2 separate regions of the Mus musculus genome follow, and region 1 is linked to region 2. The links are chromatin contacts, called in public Hi-C maps. All regions are on one chromosome and are shown on one strand. The core of a region is the stretch at or near the end of the contact, and the rest is flanking DNA. Distances in the headings are between cores, read along the strand shown.

Region 1 (3,615 bases), core at 373-2,872, 190 kb after region 2:
AAAAATATTAACCAGCACACAAGATGCTTAGACAATTTTCCATGTTATATTCTGGGAATGTTATCCTTTGTGGCCGAGACTGAGTTGAAGAATTTGGAGTTAAGTTCTTCAAAGGACATGTGGTCTGGGTCTACAGCCATTAGTCTAGTGAGAGTTAACTTATTGATTTTACTGATCTTACAAGGTATTTGGTGTTTGATCACATTATTTTTTTTGGCCCATCCATTTATGTTTTTATTTTCATTATTTATTTGATTTGTTTACTTTGGATTTTGTACTTTTGCTGGTTTCATTGACTAGAAATACTGGTTATTGACTTTAGATCTCTCTTCTATAACTTTTCACGCATGTAACCAATGTTGATAAGTTGAATTTTCAATTTTATGTTAGTTCAAAATGCTTTAAAATTTTCTTGAGATTTCCTTTTTGTTCCATATATTCTTTAGTGTGCTTAATACAAGGGGGTGAAAAAATAAATTTTCTAAGTACTTTGCAATTGTCCAGACATATTTCGTTATGATTAATATGCTAAGGGCATTAATAGAAAAAGTCACAGCATGTAATCATAGGTGGGTAATTTAAATATTCTGTTAAAGTCTTGGTCTGATGCTTATAATAGTCTTGTTCTATCTGATTTCACAATGATTCATATTTAGTTCCAAACTGTGGTTTTGTTATTTGTTTAGTTTTGTTACATTTTTCTTTTAGCGTGTATTGTCATATTCTGTTAGAAGATTGGGTTTGTATTCCTACACAAACCATCATGACTGAGGAGCAAGTTGGGGAGGAAAGGGTTTATTCAGCTTACACTTCCACATTTCTGTTCATCACCAAAAAGTCAGGATGGGAACTCACACAGGGCAGGAATCTGGAGGCAGGAGCTAATGCAGAGGCCATGGAGAGTGCTGCTTACTGGATGCTTCCCCTATCTTGCTCGGCCTCTTTTTTATAGAACCCAGGACTACCAGCCCAGGGATGGCACCGCCCACAATGGGCTGGGCCCTCCCACCCTTGCCCACTAATTGAGAAAATGCCTTACAGCTGAATTTCATGGAGGTGTTTCTTCAAGGGAGGCTCCTTTCTCTGTGATAACTCCAGTTTGTGTCAAGTTGACACACAAAACCAGCCAGTACAATAGGTATGGTGTCTCTGTAAAAGCAACTGGGGTAGGTAAATAGACATTTAGTGGTGTGGCATAAGTTGTGGGGCAGAGGGCATGCTCTCAAGACTGGATGAAGTCTTGGTGAACCTTTGGCCTCAGGTGGGGCAGGAGGCCTAAGGGCAAGGCTTGTTAAGAACAACAGAGTGTCCAGCTATATTTCAAGGTAGTTCTGCTTGCCTTCTTCATGTTAAAAACTCTCTCTCTCTCTCTCTCTCTCTCTCTCTCTCTCTCTCTCTCTCTCTCTCTCTCTCTCTCTCTCTCTCTCTGTGTGTGTGTGTGTGTGATTGGTTCCTCACTAGGAGAAGCTGGTTAGGGTGATGGAATTAGCCTTGTAAGCATGTGAGGCTCCCCACACCTTGTTTCCCTGGGGGTTTTACATCTCAGGGTTGCCTGGGCTGAGCCTCCAGTAATCTGTCAGCTACAACTCAGGTGGTTCCACCCAGCACTAGTTCCCACGGAGGGGTTTCCTTTTGAGGGTTTCTGTTCTGGCAAGCCCTGCTTCTCTGTGCCCGCCTGTCTGCCTTTCTGATCATGAAGACAGCCGTTGGTCCTGTGACCTCATTTCTCTGACAGATCTAAGAAGAGGTGTTTTTTTTTTTTTTTTCATTTCTCACATTTCACCCAGAAACAGGAAGTATGCACAGCTCTTTTTTTTTTTTTTTTTTTTTTTTTTTTTTTTTTTAAAGGTTTGATAAATACAAAGTATTTTTTTTTTTTTTTTTTTTTTTTTTTTTTGTTTTTTTTTTTTTTTCCATTTTTTATTAGGTATTTAGCTCATTTACATTTCCAATGCTATACCAAAAGTCCCCCTTACCCACCCACCCCCACTCCCCTACCCACCCACTCCCCCCCTTTGGCCCTGGTGTTCCCCTGTACCGGGGCACACAAAGTCTGCGTGTCCAATGGGCCTCTCTTTCCAGTGATGGCCGACTAGGCCATCTTTTGATACATATGCAGCTAGAGTCAAGAGCTCAGGGGTACTGGTTAGTTCATAATGTTGTTCCACCTATAGGGTTGAAGATCCCTTTAGCTCCTTGGGTACTTTCTCTAGCTCCTCCATTGGGAGCCCTGTGATCCATCCATTAGCTGACTGTGAGCATCCACTTCTGTGTTTGCTAGGCCCCGGCATAGTCTCACAAGAGACAGCTACATCTGGGTCCTTTCGATAAAATCTTGCTAGTATATGCAATGGTGTCAGCGTTTGGATGCTGATTATGGGGTGGGGCTCAGAACTGAACAAAGAATTCTCACCTGAGGAATACCGAATGGCAGAGAAGCACCTGAAAAAATGTTCAACATCCTTAATCATCAGGGAAATGCAAATCAAAACAACCCTGAGATTCCACCTCACACCAGTGAGAATGGCTAAGATCAAAAATTCAGGTGACAGCAGATGCTGGCGAGGATGTGGAGAAAGAGGAACACTCCTCCATTGTTGGTGGAATTGCAGGCTTGTACAACCACTCTGGAAATCAGTCTGGCGGTTCCTCAGAAAATTGGACATAGTACTACCGGAGGATCCAGCAATACCTCTCCTGGGCATATATCCAGAAGAAGCCCCAACTGGTAAGAAGGACACATGCTCCACTATGTTCATAGCAGCCTTATTTATAATAGCCAGAAACTGGAAAGAACCCAGATGCCCCTCAACAGAGGAATGGATACAGAAAATGTGGTACATCTACACAATGGAGTACTACTCAGCTATTAAAAAGAATGAATTTATGAAATTCCTAGCCAAATGGATGGACCTGGAGAGCATCATCCTGAGTGAGGTAACACAATCACAAAGGAACTCACACAATATGTACTCACTGATAAGTGGATACTAGCCCAAAACCTAGGATACCCACGATATAAGATACAATTTCCTAAACACATGAAACTCAAGAAAAATGAAGACTGAAGTGTGGACACTATGCCCCTCCTTAGAAGTGGGAACAAAACACCCATGGAAGGAGTTACAGAAACAAAGTTTGGAGCTGAGATGAAAGGATGGACCATGTATGCACAGCTCTTAACCTAGAGTTTCCCACCAGTTACTGATACAGCTTGGATATATGGACAAAAGGACGTGTGATGGTGATTTTATTGGAGTTTATTTCTAGTGTGTATGATAGGTGGAGTCAGGTGGGGAAAGAAGGAGAGCTGATGTGAATATGCGTTACAAGGCTGGCCACTCCTTAAGATATTGCTCAATTCTGAGGAGTACTTGAGAAACCCATATAAACAATTACTGCTAAATCAAGTCTGAGAGGTGGCATGGAAATCAGACTTTACCTACTGATCTAGTCTCCTCATCAAAAGTTCACTTCGCAGTATAGTTATTTCCTCTTCATGTCTGGATAAGACATGCTTTAAGGGATGTATGTATGTATGTATGTTTGTTTGTATGTTTGTATGTATATTCCTTTGCTGGAGCAGTCTCCTGAAAGCAGGGACTGAATGGTTGG
Region 2 (3,492 bases), core at 604-3,103:
AATATTCACATACCCTGGGATATGCCCAGAAGCCGGAGAGTTGGGTCACGTGGAAGTTCTAGTTTTAGTTTGTGAGAGGCCCCGAGCTTACTCCCATGTAGTGCCGCACCCGTTCATACCCCACCAGAACTGAATAAGAGCTCCCTTCCTCCCACCTCTGCATGCTTTTGTCATTTTGTTATTTGACCTCTTAAGGATGGTGACCTTAATGGCCTAAGATGAAATTTCAAATTTGTCTTAATCTGCATTTACCTAGTGGATAAAGATGTTTAACAGTTTTAAAACATAGTTTCGATGACATGTATTTCTCTTTTGAGAATTTTTCACTCAGTCCTTTACCCACTTATAAAACTGGATTCTGTATTTTTTCCTTAGTATTTTGATTTCTCTGCACATTCCAGGCAGCAGTCTTCTACTAGTGGGAATGGTTTTTCCCTACTATGCAGGGTATCTTTTCACTCAAATGTTTCCTTTGCTGTACAGAAGCCTCTCAATTGTGAGAGCTGCCCACATTAGCTACCGTGTCACTGTTACTATAAAATGAGCAGGAAAGGCACCAAGGAGAATGGTTTATTCTGAGTCACAGTTGGACAGCCCTGTGTCCCATGATAGGGAGGCCGGTCAGCTCGGGTGAGGCAGCTGGGCATATGCATTCCGTTAAAAGCTGAGCACCAAAGTGTTGCAATTTCATCAGGATATTTGATTAGGTCTTTACAGCATGTTCCTCGTACAACGTTAAGAACAACAAATATTTTTACCAATACTTATTGCTTAACATCTATAATTTTGTCTTGCGTAACCAATGAAAACAATTAACTATTCTTTTTATTTTTAGCATGAAGCTACTATTAAAGCCAATGAAAGGTTACACAGTAAGTTTGTATTCTAACTTCAAAACACAAAAGTTGTAATGTTTTAATAAACACAGGATTGTGGGATTAGGGTTCCGACTTTTGAATTATTCTGCTTTAATCTCTGAAAACTGAACCCGTACAATTATATATTAACTGGGAGGAGGCAGGGATAAGCCTGAGGCGGCAATACTTCAGACCATACCCTGCCTCTTTTCCCTTTATTTCCATATGCATACAGATAAAGCCGCACAGGACAAATTCAGGTCCATTTTGAAAATTGAGATTTTTTTAAAAAGTGTATTTTCCCTTTAGAGCTTTAAGGTCCCCACCCCACCCCCCTTGAGCTCGTTCCTTTACACAGGTGTACGTTTTCACACTGAATGGTGACTACTATGCAGGACGAAACTCCTCCAGCTTCGGACAAGCGCCGCTGCACTCGAGTTTTGAAGGCAGTCCAGCATTCGCCGCCGCCGGCAAGGGAGAGCTCCGCAAGCTTTTTGACACCTCGTTAACGGACCCCTGAGGGCTAGGTCCCGCTAATCCTTGCCTAAGCAGGAAAAGGACCGTTGACAGCTCAATTATACCGAGTCGCCACCTCCCTGAGCCCAACAGTCCTCGCCTCTTTGCAGCCACCATCCGCGGCGCTGTGCAAGTTCAAGGCCCTCCCGCCCCAAACGGCGCCTGCGCGAAACCTCCGCTAGTCAAACCCGTCCTTAGAGCAGTCGAAGGGGACCGTTTTAAAGTTACTGGAAGGCTACGTCTCCGTTTTTAAAAAAAATGAAGAAAAAAATAAAGAAAAATAGGTATGACAGAACACACTAGAACGACCACTCACCGAAGTGGTCCTAAGTGCAAACGGCAGGTTTTTAACTCTCCTCTCGCGATTTATCTGGTGCTACCGGAAGCGGAACTGCCGGGGGTCGGAGTTCTGGTGGCGCTTGTGGAACAGGAAGGCTCAGGCGGGTCGTTGGTCCGCCGGAAACTGTTCCGGCCGGTGCAGTTTCCGTGGGAGCCCTGTGGAGGGCGGGCAGGGAAGAGGCGTGTCGGAGGCTCCTGAGGTGTGCCAGTGCCAGCGGTTCCGCGGTGGCCGGCGAGGGAAGCTTCAGGTCCACGCCTCCGAGAGCCGCCTCGGCACAAGCGTCCTTCCCTCGCCCCCGCAATTAAAGGGGGAGGAACCGAAACCTGGATGGGCTCAAGCATCTCCCGCAGATCGCTTGCTGCCCGCAGCCACGGCAGGTGAGGACCGGGAGAGGCGACATCTCCGGCAGCCCGAGGCTCGCCGCCGCCTCCAGGTGTTTGCTTTGTCTCTGCTCCACGGTGCGGATGCGGGACACGTGGTCTTGCAAGAGCCACGGACAGTCGCGGAGGGCAGCGTGCTTGTGGACGAGTGACAGAACATCCCCAGGGTCCCTTTCAGGCTTGATTTCTCCTCCGCTTCCCGAGTCGCTTCCTCTTTTCATTTCTAGAGTTTGAAAAGCCCGAAATTGCAGTCCCGCTAGTTAGGGAGCTACCCACGTTCGACTTGTATTTGGATCTCCGTTCACCGAGGGGTGCGCCGTTGTTTGGCTTCTTCTGTGGGGAGAGGTGTCTGTTTCATTCCCTATCCTTTGCTCTGCTTGTCTTTGCTTTCCACACCCACTTCCAAAGAACAAAAGCACTGTGTGTGTGTGCACAGCGGCGTTGCAAGGTAAGAGACGAGGTTGCAGGTCAATGCCGCACCCGCGCCTTATCGATTACACAGCGTTGCGTCCTCCCATGTAGATAGTGACCTTTGGATCTCATCCTGGAGGTTCTGGACAACTTCCTGAGAGTTACCATTCTTGAGGTTTGTGGTAATGGTCGTTTTGCTTTTTGCGTCCTGGAAGACACAGAAGTAGGAAGCATGGCTGACTTAAGCATTAGCCTATACCGGGGCAGGATTTTGTTTCACTATTACAGTTTTTTTTTTCTAACTGAAACCCGTGGTTTTTGAGCAATAATATAACGATAGCTGATATTAGTGTGTAACAGTACCACATGGTTTGCACATATATTGTCATTCATCCTTTCAAGAGGCTCGTGAAGGTTGTTAGGTTATTATATTTTTAAGCCGGAAAATGGAAAGTTAGTGAGGTAGTGGAACTTACCCTGGTTACATTTTGCCACAGGAAAACCTTTGAGTGTTTACTAGAAACTAGATCTGAATCCAGCATCTGTATTCTATTGTCCTGCCATTGCTCTTGTTATTCCAGTTTCTTCACTAACTATCAGAGGTTATGCATCCATAGTGTGCTTGTGTATATGTGTGTGACAAATGACAGTCGTGATCTTTCTGCAAATTCTGTATGTGCTGTAGAATTACATATTTCAGACTGTCGAATGTATTTTCTGCAGCATAGGCTATTTTTTGAAAAGGCAAGTGGAAAAACTGATGACTAGAAGGCTCATAATTGTACAATGCTTGCTATCTCAGTTTTTAGGTAATTATAAAGGTATTAAATTTAACAATTGATAGACTATTGAATCTAATACTAGGCATAAGAGTAGTTCATTTAGTTTTTCTGATAATTTGAAATGTTTGATAATTAGAAACAAAACCCTGAGCACTCACATCATTGTCAGGTGTGAAACAGATCATTGGGAAAGGTACGTATGGAGC

The links. Hi-C and Micro-C count contacts between places; a contact is called where the count stands out from the background.
Region 1: a Hi-C map of B cells shows a contact between it and region 2, with 18 read pairs. The contact joins the enhancer-like site here to the promoter of Ppip5k2 in region 2. A contact is called at or near these places in 3 of 39 promoter capture datasets (liver and pre-B cells), 7 of 484 Hi-C or Micro-C datasets (B cells, CD4 T cells, CD8 T cells and 3 more), 6 of 115 datasets of contacts at active chromatin or transcription factors (the SCID.adh cell line, bone marrow-derived macrophages, effector CD8 T cells and 3 more) and 1 of 9 other capture datasets (liver).

Annotation. Positions count from the first base shown.
Region 1 is chr1:97,578,503-97,582,117 of GRCm38.p6, reverse strand. No RefSeq gene overlaps it. Among named protein-coding and RNA genes, the nearest start is that of Macir, 82 kb to the left of the region's middle. Within about 2 kb of position 1,622, at least 93 of the 459 cell types and tissues checked have an H3K27ac peak or open chromatin away from gene starts, as enhancers often do. A contact at or near this core is called in B cells, CD8 T cells, the SCID.adh cell line and 7 more, where this site is marked.
Region 2 is chr1:97,768,453-97,771,944 of GRCm38.p6, reverse strand. Ppip5k2 (diphosphoinositol pentakisphosphate kinase 2) reads left to right here and starts at 1,853. Exons shown (of 28, transcript NM_173760.5): 1 at 1,853-2,090. It overlaps Gin1 (gypsy retrotransposon integrase 1), which reads right to left and starts at 1,773. Exons shown (of 8, transcript NM_026250.3): 1 at 1,690-1,773.